2 separate regions of the Mus musculus genome follow, and region 1 is linked to region 2. The links are chromatin contacts, called in public Hi-C maps. All regions are on one chromosome and are shown on one strand. The core of a region is the stretch at or near the end of the contact, and the rest is flanking DNA. Distances in the headings are between cores, read along the strand shown. Region 1 has its middle 28 kb from the start of Gm22367. Region 2 has its middle 20 kb from the start of Nap1l5.

Region 1 (6,664 bases), core at 2,692-5,191, 140 kb after region 2:
TTTCTGCGGGCTGAGATCACAGTCATGAGCTACCATACCTGATATATGAGGCTAGAACCCTGGGCTTCTTGAATGCTAAGCAGACACTCGACTAACTGCGTGACTCCCACCGACCAAGCACACCTGTCTCTTGAGAAGCTCACACTGCACTTGGCTGTATACTATCTTTTTCCTGAGCACGTCTCTTTCCACTAACACCTGCAGTAAATTTATGTAAAAATTCCATTCTCGCTCCCCTGCTGTATCTCCATGCTCAACCTCTACTCTCTAACTGTGGAGCTCTTGTTGCCCTGGAACTCTCTGTCAATCACGCATCCCTCGAATTCATGGAGCCCCGTCTGACTCTGCAGCCAAGCGCTGAGATCCAAGGCATGAGTACTACATCTGGCCTTAAAACTGCTTCTTAATAAATTCCAACAACACTTCATAGTGACTCATTCTGAAACTTTTTTTGTGGGGATGCCAGGAATTCTGGCTTTCCCTGAGTGGGGATCTCCGAAGAAGGGAACTCCTCAGTCAGCAAGTGAAGCTGTGTTTCTTGGCTCCCCATCAGGCCCTCAGGGAGTGAACATTCATAGAGATGGGGATGGGAATAAGAACAGAACCCCTCAGTACTCTAGCAACACAGAGAGAGGGCAGCAGTGCAAAGCTGGTGTCTTCTCTAAGAATTAGTATATTATCAAGTAGCGGGTTTTTTGGTTTCTTTTTTGTTTGTTTGTTGTTCTTTGACAATGAAATGCCTTCTAGTCCTCTGAGAATGTACATACCACAAAGTCACATAAGGCTCGTGCCTTTCCTGGCAGTATATCTCCTGGTAGAGGAGGCCTCCTGGGTGGAAACCTTGAGATGCCAGGCCCTGAAATTTCCACTGGGCATTGAGGACGTGGGTTGTTTATCTCCAGAGTTTGGCAAAGGGAAGACAAAGCATTGTGTCATTTCCTAGTTTATAGTACAAACTACATTATAAAGAATGCTTGAATTACAAAGAAGTAACATTTGTTTTGGCCCTTTCATTATTTTCCGGCAGCCAATGATATGAGGGACTTTTTCAGTTCATCTGGGACTCAAATGCTTTAATCGGAGCAATAAAAAACCTAATCCTCATAAGTTGTGGGAAAATTGGTGGGATAATTCATGTATCACTGCTGCCTGAAATAGATTGGGCATACAATAAATGATAAGTAGGAACTATTATCTTTAATAATTTATAAAAATAATGACTACAGAACTTGAGAAGACATGCCATTATTACTATACTATCCTCCGATGATTTAAATAAATATCCAAATTCTCTGATTTAAAAATTAATTTTATATGTTCATGCTAATGACAATTAAAGATTAATTTTGAACTATTCTCTAATGAATGATGCTAGCTATAATCTTGTGGAACTGGCTGATATAGCAAGGATATGCATGCCTGTCCTCCTATCTCCAAGGCAAGTTTAATTGTGACAATAGCTAGTTGTTCAGTGTATAGTTGGCATAACATTTAAACATTAGACTCCTTTACACATTCAATAAAAAATAGTAACTCTATGTCATAAGCATTAAAAAAATCTATTTTATAAAGAACAAACATAAAATAGTTTAAGAAACTTGTGCAAAGTTAGCCAAATATAAGTGATCAGTTTAGAAAGTGAGCTGGGACAATAATTCCAGAGGTAGTAACTCATATGTCACACTGCCACTAGTGTTTTGGAAAATATTCGCTAGCCACTGGTGTTTATTGGGCACTTACCATCTGGAAGTCACTATAGAAGTACAAGAAAATAAATCAACCTGGTATCTATACTCTGGAATTTGTACCCTGGTAGGGAAGAGGGCAAATGTCAACCACATCACTGGAGGAACAAAACATATGAGAAATTATATTTGCTTTAAAAATTATGGGCATTAAGAAATGAATATAGTTGTTTGGCAATATTTATAAGTTCTGACATAGGATATTTATAAGTTCTGCAAATAGGAGGACAATAGAAAATCTGAACCAGCCATATGTAGAAGAGAATGAAAGGTGGTAGAAAGAGTTGAGGCTGAAAAACTAGGTTGTATTCAAACTGTTAAAGGCAATACAGACTGTGCTAAATGATTATCTGTGCCTCAGAGCACTTTGTAGTAATTACTTCATCCATCATGCGAAGGAAAGGGTAGGATGACATCAGTGGATTTCCTGGGTGGAATTGCTCTAAACACTAATCTTAGTTAAAAAAAAAGAAACCTATACCACCAGAAATTACAGTTACTTCATCTTCTAAGCCTGATACCCACTAAATACAAATGTTTCTTACTAATGGCCAGCAATTGTCTGTTGCCTCTGCAATTCCCACATCCCTTCTTGTGTCTTAATGCCCCAAATTTGGACCTGCATGGAGTTTCCAAGGATGACTACCTCTGTGGCTGTAGAGGTGAATCAAGTAATCTATATTTCTAGTTTGGTATCTGTTGTTGTCATAAATACCACAACCAAAAGCAACTTAGGGAAGAAAGGGCTTATTTGGTTTAAATGTCATGATCATAGTCCATCATTGACAGAGCAAGGGCAGAAACTCAAGTAGGAGGTGAGGTAAAAGTCATGAGGAAAGCTGCTTACTGACTGATTTTCATGGTTTGCTCAGCCTGCTGAGTTATACAACCCAGAGTCACCTGCCCAGAGGTGGCAACACCCAGTGGGCTTGTTCTTCCCACATCAATTATCAATCAATAAAATGTTCCACAGATATGCCTAGAAGCCAATCTGATGGAGGGAATTATCAACTGATGTTCACTCTTCTCAGCTGACTCTTGTTTGTGTCAAGTTGACAAAGAGTAACCAGTAATGAAGTTCACTGTCTGCTATCCATAGCAGTTGCTCCAGTGACTATATCTAGGATGAACCAGAGATTGCTCTGTTCAACTTGTTATATGCTAGGAAACAGTGCTAGGTGAGAGGCTTTCTGAATTGAGTGGAGGCATTGGCTGCCTTGTCCTGTCATAATTCTTCCAGGATGTCTGTGCAAAAATCAGCGGAGGAAAAAAAGAAAAACTATTTTTCCTGTTTTATTTTATTTTTAAAAATTTTATTACACAATTTTGTACACAGTATATTTTGAGCATATTCTTTCAACTTCTTCAACTTCTTCAGAATTTTCCCTACCTCCCTACCCATCCAACTCCATACACCATCACATCCAGTTTTAGGTAGTACTGAGAATCAAACCCAGGGCCTTTTGGATGCTAGGTAAGCACTCTAAGAGCTACACTCTCAGCCCTAAACCATACAAAGTATTTTAACATGAACCAGAAAAAAGTTAAACTACATTTTTTGTTGAGTATAAATCTCAAGATGAGAATAAAATAAAATTATATTTAAGAACAAGTTTATAAAAGTAAAGATTGGAATATAATGTGGTAATAGATTTACAGAAACATTATTCATTCATTCAACAAACTAGCTATGCTAATAATATGCCAGACTCTAGGTTATAAGGATCAATAACTCACAGCACAGCCTGGTCTGATTTAGAAACAGATTAAGGAAACGTACAATGAATCTCCACCAACATACACTTCACACAGTCATCTCCCAAGGCCTTCTTTGAAGTCCCCTGGCATGGACTGGGAGCCATCACTTCTATTGTGTGCATGTCAGTTTAATATTATTTTGGCTATTTCTTTTTCTACCTTTCAGTTGAGTTTAAATAATCAGGAGATTATTTAAAGACTTCTTTACCTAATAGCCCTTAAGACAAAAATAGTCTCCCTTGGGAGTGACGGTCAGTCCATGCTCAACACAAGTTATGAAAGATTCAGGTTCTCCAGGTGAGGGGTTTGCTTCCTGTAGCACAGCTTGTCCCAGATGGAGTTACCCAGCCTCCTCTGAATCACTACTGGGTATAAGGAAACACCACATAAAGTGCCAGCCTGTGCTGTCGCTGTGACTAGTGAATTGTGCAAATCCGAGTCAGCAGTCTTATGCCTTCAGCCAACACCCCTGAACACAGGCAGGTTAGCCGGTCAGCCATCACTAAGTAGTAAGATTTCAGAGTCTTCAGTTCTCATTTACTGGAATACTGCCATAGGAACCCCTGGCAGCCACCTGGAATTAGAAAACAAGTTGGTCTAAAATGAAGTCAACACAGCATCAAAGCAAAATGATGAAAAGTTCATGATATTTTCAGGATTTCAGACATATGAGCCAGTACATCTTCTTGCTGATTAAGTAGCTGAGAATGCTGAAATCAAAGGTATTTTTGATAGTTCTTGTGGAATCAAAATTTTTAGATCAAAAATATATGTGGCTTAAACACAGCTCAAGCTAACTTTGGACTAATCACATGTTCCTCTGGCTGAATATCAATGCAACAGGACTGTGGATTTAAAGGTCATTGGCTAAGCTGAGTGTTTGGCAGAAGGAGTGCGTAAACAAGGTCACGTTCTGTAGCAGCACACACAAAGGGAAGTTAGTAAAACCTTCTGGGTTTCTAGGGTGTAAAAAGACAGCTGTCGACATATCTGGGAAATAGGCTTTGTTATCTGGTTTTCAGTTGTCTCACAGACCTGACAGAAGGATTAATAATAATAATAATAATAATAATAATAATAATAATAATAATTTATTTACAGATCCAAGAATTCCTAGGCTCAGCAAAAGAACTGTGTGGTGACTGGAGGATGAGACCTTTAAACTCTAGAGTGGGAGAACAGTTTGGAGATTGTGTTTAACCACAACGGTTGAATGAATCACTATTATTTAGTAAGACCTCAGTAAAAAGGGACAGAGTGCAGTTTCCAGAGTTTTTGAGTTGCAAATCCAATGAAGCAATGTGGAGAGTGACATACTGGGAGGCCATGGAAATTCCTGGTCCTTCCTCAGCATCTTGGCTTTTGCATTTCTTACATCCAGCTGCTGCAGGGTTGCTTCCTTTATAATGAACTGGAGAACCAAAGTGAAGTGCATGTGAGAGTTCTCAGCCACACAGTGTTGTTGGGGTGAGAGGACAGGAGTGTGGAAATCCTACATGTAAGCCAGCTGGCGCTGCATGCAAGTTACAACCTGGAATGTGATTGGTGTCTGAAGTCTTATGGGACTTTATTCCTTAGGTTTATACTAACTCTGGGTTGCACCCTTTTGAAATGAGCTCAATTCAGGCCACCTATTTGATATATCTAGCAAGGCTTATTCAGTGCACCAGCTGTTAGGTACACACACATATCCCTGGCTCTGAAGTGTGTTCTCATTTGAAGGATTATTTGCTGGGTCTTGCCTTTCGCCACTGAACTCCTTTTTTTTTTTTTTTTTTTTTTTCTCAAAATGCTGCACACTCCAGATGCCCCCGAAGTGTGTCCTGTCCCCAGCTTTCCTGTGAGGAGCGGGTGCGGCCACGACCCCAGGATGGCGCCTGGGACGGCTGCCAGGTCTTATGACCTGTGCCTGACTTCCTCATTACCTCTGACTTAGCCACATCCCAGGCACCTGCACTGTGCAGACGCCATGCCTTGTCAACTCGCCTGAGGTGTGTCACTTGCTGTGAACCAATGGACTGCTGCTATGTGACTGGGGTGATTGGGAGGAGTCAGTAGGGTATTTAAGGCACGCCCCAGGGTTGTTCTGCGGATTCCTGTTCCTGCATTGCAATACAAAGTGTTCCTGAATAAACCTGCTTGAAGAAGGACAACTGAAGAAGGACAACGTGGTGTTGTGTCTTTCCTGCTGGTTGGGGTGGATGCGACAAGTGGTGGCTCGTACGAGGACTCTGCTTCGAGAGAGCGCTGCGGGTCCAGAACTTCAAGAGGTTTGGGTAGCTGGCTGGAAAGCTCCCAGGTAAATGGGATGATCCAAGTTCTCCGTTAGAGACAATAAGGTTCCCAGATTAAGGACTATTGAGGTAAGTGGGACGATTCAAGTTCTCAGTTAGAGACAATAAGGTTCCCAGTTAGGGACGATTAAGATAAAACAGTTATGGGTAACACAACATCAGGGCAGTCTGTTCACCAGGCATTAAAGGATTTGTTGAAAGAAAAAGGAATCGGGCTGAAAAAGGAGACGTTAGAAAACTTTCTAAAGGCCGTTGATCAGGTGGCTCCATGGTTCCCCGTGTCAGGGCATCTTACAGGGCCTAGTTGGGAGAAATTAGGGAAGGATCTGAAGTTTGCCGAGGAGCAAGGCGTCCTCGTCAAAATGGTGCTTCCGGTATGGAAGTTAGTATGTAACTGTATTAAGGACCGGGAGAAGTGTGGGGCTGAGTTGCAGAAAGAGAATGAGGCTTTGAACAAAGTAAGAGAGGAGAGATCACAGGAGTCTGATGTAGAAAGTAGCTCTAGCAAGGGGACCTGTCCGAGGATTGCGGACAGTCTCGAAAAAGTGAGAGTGAAGGTTCAGCCTTCTGCACCAGATCCTCTGCGACCGCTGTCATACGATGGGGGTGACGTCTGGACGGTCTCTACACCCAGAGACGTGGAGAGAGCTAGGAGCACGGTGCTACCCAGTGTCCCAGGATGCACAAGGAGCTAGATTTCATGAACCATTAGACTGGAAGATTATACAGAGACTGGCTGAGGGCATAAGGGCTTATGGAGTGACTGCTGCTTTTGTGGTGGCTCAGCTTGAGTCACTGCATCACTACTGCCTTACGCGGAGCGATTGGCAGAACCTTGCTCGTGCTTGCCTGTCTCGGGGTCAGTAT
Region 2 (6,669 bases), core at 2,682-5,181:
TTGTTTTTAGTTCTTTGTGTACTCTAAACCCCATCCTCTGTCGTAGGAATATAATTAGTAAAGATTTTTCTCGTTTTGTATTTTGCATCTTCACTTGAGTGATGCTGTTCTTTGCTATATAGATGTCTGTTAATCTCATGAGGTCAAATTTGTCAGTGTTGGTCTTAATACCTGCACTTCTTTGGTTTTACTCAGAAAGCCCCGCCCTATGCCAGTGAGTTCAAGAGTATTTCATTTCTTGTTTTGTTTTGTTTTGTTTTGTTTTGTTTCATTTTGCTTTTCGAGACAGGGTTTTTCTGTACAGCCTGGCTGTCCTGGAACTCACTTTGTAGACCAGGCTGGCCTCGAACTCAGAAATCTGCCTGCCTCTGCCTCCCAAGTGCTGGGATTAAAGGCGTGCGCCACCACTGCTTGGCTGAGTATTTCATTTCTTATTTATCAGATCCATAATATTATGTCCTTTGTTGAGGTCCTTGATACATTTAATGTGAGTCAGGTAATAATCCAGTTTCATTCTTCTACCTACAGCTATCTCGCTTGACCAGAACAAGGTGAAGAGACTGTGTTGTCTCTAGTGTTAGTTTTGGTTTAACATGTTTGCATCCTCAGTTCTTGTCCACTGATTGATGTGTCTGGTCTTAAATAACAATACCATGCTGTGTTTCTTAGTCTGCCTCCGAAATACAACCTAACACCAGATGATGATAACGCCAACAGTTTTTTTTTTTCTTTTTTTTTTTTTTTGGACTTTTGTCCTATTAATCCATGCTGGTATCTTTTTCAATTTCTTTTTCCAATGTTACAAATTCTTTTTATTATATAAGTCTTTCAGTTCCTTAGTATCCAAGATACTTTGGGGGACTATTGGTTATTGTTTGAATATAGTAAGAGTATGGGTTTTGCCTGTTCATTTTGTAGTGTGGTACTTTGTGGGTGTAGTTCTCTGTTAGAGTTTTTAAAGTCTTTTAAAAGATACTTAGACTTCTTTCTTTTCTGTTTGAATCATCTTCCATTGTCTTATTGCTCTAAGACTTGTATTATGTTGAATAGAATTGGAGAGAGTGAACATCCTTGCCTTAGTCCTGATTTTAGTGGAAATGTTTTTTTTATTTTTCTCTAATTAGCATGATATTGGCTAAACTTGCCATGTAGTTCCATATTATATTGAGGTATGTTGCCTGTTTCCCTAGTCTCATGATGTTTATCATGAGAGAATATCATATCTTGTCAAAAGCCTTTTCTAAATCTAATGAGATAATTGGGGCTTTTTCTGTCTGATTATGTTTATATGGTGGATTTAGTTACTGATTTACAGATGTTGAACCACCCCTGCATCTCTGGGGGGCATAAGGCTGACATATTCATAGTGGAAAATCTTCTTTGGTCTTGAATTCAGTTTGCAAGTATTTTTATTGAGGTGTGTGTGTGTGTGTGTGTGTGTGTGTACGTGCGTGTTTGTGTTGTGTATATTCACCTTAGATGCTGGCAATATTTTCCTTCTTTTAATTTTTTAACTTTGATCCTGGTATCATATAAATTATTTGAAAATGTTCTTTTTCTTTCTATTGTATGAAATAATTTGAGGAGTATTGTTGTTTCTCTCTGAGGGACTAGTAGAATTCAGTTCTGTATCTATGTAGTCCTAGGATTTTTTTTCAGCTAGGTGTTTTTTCAATCATTGTTTCTCACTGGTAGTTATAAATCTATTTAAATTCTTTTCATCCTCTTAATTTAATTCTGGTAGGGCATGAATATTTAAAAATTCATTTCTTTTAGACTTTTCAGTTTAGTGGACTATCAGTTTTTAATGTATGTCCTTATAATTTCCCAAGTTTCCTCAGTCACTGCTGTCATGTGTCCTTTTTCATCTCTGGTCTTATTCATTTAGTTAATTTGCCTAAGCTTTGTTAATCTTGTTAACCTTTTCAAAGGACCAACGCTTACTCATTATCTGCATTGTTTTTCTCATTTCTATTTTATTAATTTCAGTCCTGATTTTTATTATGTCTTGCCACCGATTTCAGTCTGTTGTGTTTTCATTTTCATTCAATTCTAGGAAATGTTTAGTCTCCTTCTTCACTTCTCCCTTGACCCAATTTTCATTTAGTAATGTATTATTAAGGCCCATGAGTGTGTGTGTACATTCTGCTGTTTTCTGTTGTTCATATTCGGCTTTCTTCCACTGTGGTTAGATCCAATGCAGGTTGTTATTTACATTTTCTGGATTTGTTCTAACTTGACTTGTGACCTAATATATGGTCAGTTTTGGAGAAAGTTCCATAGTCTGATGAGGAGAAAGTGCAGTTTTAGCATTTAGGTGGATTGGACCGAAAATGTCTGTTCTGTAAATGTCACTTGCTTTATGCTATCATTTAAATCTAGAGTTTCTCAGTTGTTGTTTTTTCCCCCAGATGACCTGTCTATTGGAGAGAGTGGGTATTGGAGTCTCCCTCTATTACTGTGCTGGAGTCAACATGCTGTTTTAAATCTAAACATGCCTTTTTAATGCCATTAGATGCTCCTTTGTTTAGGGAATGTCTTAGTTTGGTTACTATTGCTGCGGTGAAAGTGTGACCAAAAGCAACTTGGAGGGAAAGATCTTAGGAAGACATTTTCTCAGTTAAGGCTCCATCCTCTCTGTTGACTCTAGGTTGTGTTGCGTTGACCCAAAACTAGTCAGTGCAGCACATATATGTTTACAATCATAGTATCCTGTCTGCTGATTTTTCCTTTAACAACTGTAAAGTATCTTTCCTTATCTCTTCTGGATAACTTTGGTTTGATGTCTATTCAGACATTAGAATCATCTTTTTTTTTTTTTTCAATCCCTTGACCATGAGATGGTATCCGTTATATCATTGGTCATGAGCTGTGTTTCTTGGAGGGAGGCAGTGAAAAGATGGATCCTGTTTTCTGATCCAGTCTGTGCCTGTGCCTCTTTATTGAGGAGTGCAGATAATTAATATTGAGTTATTATCGAATAGTGTGTCTTTGCTTCTGTTATTTTGTTGCAAGGGATGAAAGAGCAGGTCCCTGTATCTTTAGGAAAAAGTGAAGATTTTTCCCTTTAGGTTAAACTGACCAGGGTTCATTTGGGAGTGACACAGTGGCATACCATCAAGCCAATCCAGTCTAGGCTCTTGGAAAAAGAGTTAAACCTTACAAAAGAGGAGCCCTGTAAAGAGTACACAGACATTGGTCTCTGGCTTTAGGCTTCTGGTGGGGTGTGGGTGGACAGTTTGTCTCTCTTAGCCTTTCCTCGAGGACAAAGATCCTAGACCCTGCAGCACAATAGGCGATGGTAAAATCACCCATGCTGGTGTGGGCTGGGGCCCCGCCTCCCTCCAGACTCATGCATGCTGGTGTGGGTTGAGGTTGTCTCTCTCCTGACTCCTCCATGTCTGTGTGGACTGAGGCCTTGTCTCTTCCCAGACTTGTCTATGCTGGTGTGGAGTGAAGCCTGGTCTCTCCCCAGACTCGTCCCTGCAAGCTTTCCCACTTGCACATTGTCTTTTTCCAGAATAATAGGATGTGTACTCTTCCTATAGCACCAGTAAAGGGAACTCAGATGTCAGCTTCTTTTTCTTTCCTAACAGAATGACTGGGTGCTTGGCACAGTGCAGAATCACATGCTCTTCAGATCTTTTGAAAGCTGATTTTCCTCAGTCTAATCCCATGAGAGTTAGGTACAATTTATGATAATTATGGATTTGGTTCCCACTGGTGTTAAACTTCCTGACAAACTTAAGTAAGACTTAAAATGGAGCCAGACCCTAATAACCAGACTGGTCTTTTGTGGTCCCCTTTTCTTTCAGATTAGGAGGAAGATAGCAAAAGCAGATTTGTAAATAAGCCTGGTCCCTATTGGCTCCTCAGTGGCCCGTGTTCTCCAGGATAAAAGCCAAGAGCCAGGGCCAAGTAGGTTCTGGCTGCAGGTCCTGCAGGGCTGGCAGGACACTGCCAAAGCTGCTTGTTAAAAATAGATCTCTTAACCTTTTGTCCCTGAATTGAAGGACTCTCAAGTTCAAGTCACTGTCAGAATGTTCAGAGTAGAGACCTGGGTGTACTGATGTCTGCGGTAGTGTTAGGGGTGGGAAGGGACAAGATTGTGGAATGATTTGAATCTGAAAGCTTCCCTGGTGCTAGCCTCAGGCAGGCATGGTCTTCATCTGGTTCTTCCTTCGTAGGGTGAAAGAGTGGAGGACCCCATGTGCCTTCCTCTACTTAGCCCTGGCCACAGGTTGTGGGATTTGGGATGCTCCTTAACAGCTTGGCAAAATTTTAGCAAACTACCCCTCCTTCGGGGGCAGTTAGCTTTTAATTTAAAAATATTTCCCGAAATAAACTTCAGGGCATCTAAGTCATCCAGAAACTCATTGGAAGGTTCCTCCTTGCCTTCTTCACACCACTGGACTTAGGCATTTGTTTCCACATTGATCTCAGAGACCATCCCAGTTCATTCTGAACTGTTGATGTGTCTGATCAGTTCTGGACCTCCCAAAGACTTTAGGGAGAAACTTAGAAGGTTTCTCCTGCTCAGAGAGGTCATTTAGCAAGCAGTAATCCTTCTGAGAAAGCAGCCAGGATGTTTGAAAATAGTGATAGACATGATATGTTTTTTCCTCCAACTGAATTGGTTAACTGTTTCCATAAAATCTTGCTTATCTTTACATCCTAGGGTAGACTTCTGGCCTACAGACACATGCACACACACACACACACACACACAATATAAATACATACAATACACATGTACAACACACACATGTACACCCACCCACATAATACAACACATATGTATATGCACAAACATTCACCCCACAAACACACATGAATAACACACACATAGCACACACAAACATAACTGAACGTGTTCCTCCACACTGACCCATACTTAGAGTGTTGGAGTAATATTGTTTTTCTAACATATACAAACAAGAAAGGAGAGGGTGATGGGGAATGGCATGGTGAGTGATCGTGGAAAGTACAATGCCTGTTCTGAAAGACTTCAGAATGTGTTGCTGAACTACAAAAACACTTTATTTCAATGCAGACACAACACTGAGCCTACAACAACCTATAAAGCAAGAAATGCAATCATTTTTTTTTTCATACAATGAAACGGAGGCTCTGGGAGGATAAATCCTGTACCCAGATCATGTAGTGGGGCCTTGAAGCACCTGTAGGCATTCTGTTTCTGGCTGTTGTCAAGTGGGTCGTTTTTTGTTACTCAGAGTTTAGTTGTGGAACTGGTCATTTCTATAGATGCACAGCGTGCTCTGCACCCTTCCGAAGGCTAGACAAGCAGCATGGCAGAGAGCAAGCATTAATGACAGGCCTGTCCCGAGACCTGAACCCTACAGCCCTTTCTGAGCTACAATACTCATCCCAAAGTCCTCACTGAGGTGGCCTTCTAGTAGCTCAGCCACATGTTTGTTCTGGTGTGAGGAGTACTCTCTCGCCTTCCTCACCGCGCCTATTATACACAGGGATTGTCAGTGTTTCAGAAGTACCAGCTAAAGAAAAATATCAGTGTCTCAAAAATGTCTTATCATGTAGTAATCATGCCCAGAAGGAGGGTCTAAAGATTGATTCATGTTTTTGAATGGCTTTTGAGAACTTCAGAATTTATGGCAACATATGACTTAAACATACATGGGCTCTGCTGGGAATCTGAGTGGTCCAAGGGATTTGCTTCTCACCATGTTTTCTGCAATGCTCCCCCCCCCCCCCCGTGGTAATAAGCCGTGTAGCTGGAGAGGAAAGTGAGAACCGAGCTTTCAGCACCTCCGGTCCTGCCAAATACCCCCTGTCTGCATGCCAGGGCTCTGAAATGCACTAGGGAGTTCTGATTTGGCTTAGTGGGTATAAGATTCTACTGTGTAAGTTCAGCCTTGGCAAGCTGACATAGCTTAGAGATAACACTGGTAAATTTTGTCTTACAAGATGCTGAATCCATCCCAGAAAAGCAATGATGAAGCCATTTAGGTCTCACTTCCCTTCCCCAGTGAGCCCTCCCACCATGGGCAGGTCACATTGCAACATTCTGTTTGGGCCACCAGCTTTGTGAAGCGCAAGCACTACATGGCCAGGGCAGAGGGCGAGGCGAACATCCAGAATGCGTCCAGTCTTTGACACAAGCGGTAGACCTGTGTGAATTTGAGCTCACTTAACTTTTTGGCTTCGTCAGAAGGATCAGCATCTGCTCTGTGGGTACACAGCTTGCTCTGAAAGCACGACCATCTGAGTTTGGATCTCCATCTCTTACATAACATCTGGGAATGGCTGTGCTCCCTCTAACCCCAGCACTAGGAGAGGAAACAGCAGGCAGATATCAAAAAGTCCCTGGCGGTTGAGCTTGCAGTTCATTTAGAGAGTCCTTGTCTGAAGGCAATAAAGTGGAGAATGATAGGAAGCCTGTCCTGCTCTGGCATCCTTCATTGTTATACTTACATGTATATACCATATGTAATGCATGAATGCATACACAAAGCAACTTCAAAATATTGAAGGAATCGGGGTAACTAAATACTACCTATCATTTTTTCCAAGTTTATTACTTTGCTTCCATTGAAGAACAACTAAAGTACTTCAGGTGGGCTTCAGTTTTGGAATAATGGAACTAAATATCATCGCTGTACTCTGAAAGTCACTCATATTTTCACAGTA

Evidence for each region. Hi-C and Micro-C count contacts between places; a contact is called where the count stands out from the background.
Region 1: a Hi-C map of liver shows a contact between it and region 2, with 4 times the contacts expected there. The contact joins two enhancer-like sites. A contact is called at or near these places in 2 of 39 promoter capture datasets (both in liver), 3 of 484 Hi-C or Micro-C datasets (the HL-1 cell line and liver) and 1 of 9 other capture datasets (embryonic stem cells).

The regions. Positions count from the first base shown.
Region 1 is chr6:59,067,925-59,074,588 of GRCm38.p6, forward strand. No RefSeq gene overlaps it. Among named protein-coding and RNA genes, the nearest start is that of Gm22367, 28 kb to the right of the region's middle. Within about 2 kb of position 3,942, at least 15 of the 459 cell types and tissues checked have an H3K27ac peak or open chromatin away from gene starts, as enhancers often do. A contact at or near this core is called in liver, where this site is marked.
Region 2 is chr6:58,924,155-58,930,823 of GRCm38.p6, forward strand. No RefSeq gene overlaps it. Among named protein-coding and RNA genes, the nearest start is that of Nap1l5, 20 kb to the left of the region's middle. Within about 2 kb of position 3,932, at least 32 of the 459 cell types and tissues checked have an H3K27ac peak or open chromatin away from gene starts, as enhancers often do. A contact at or near this core is called in liver, where this site is marked.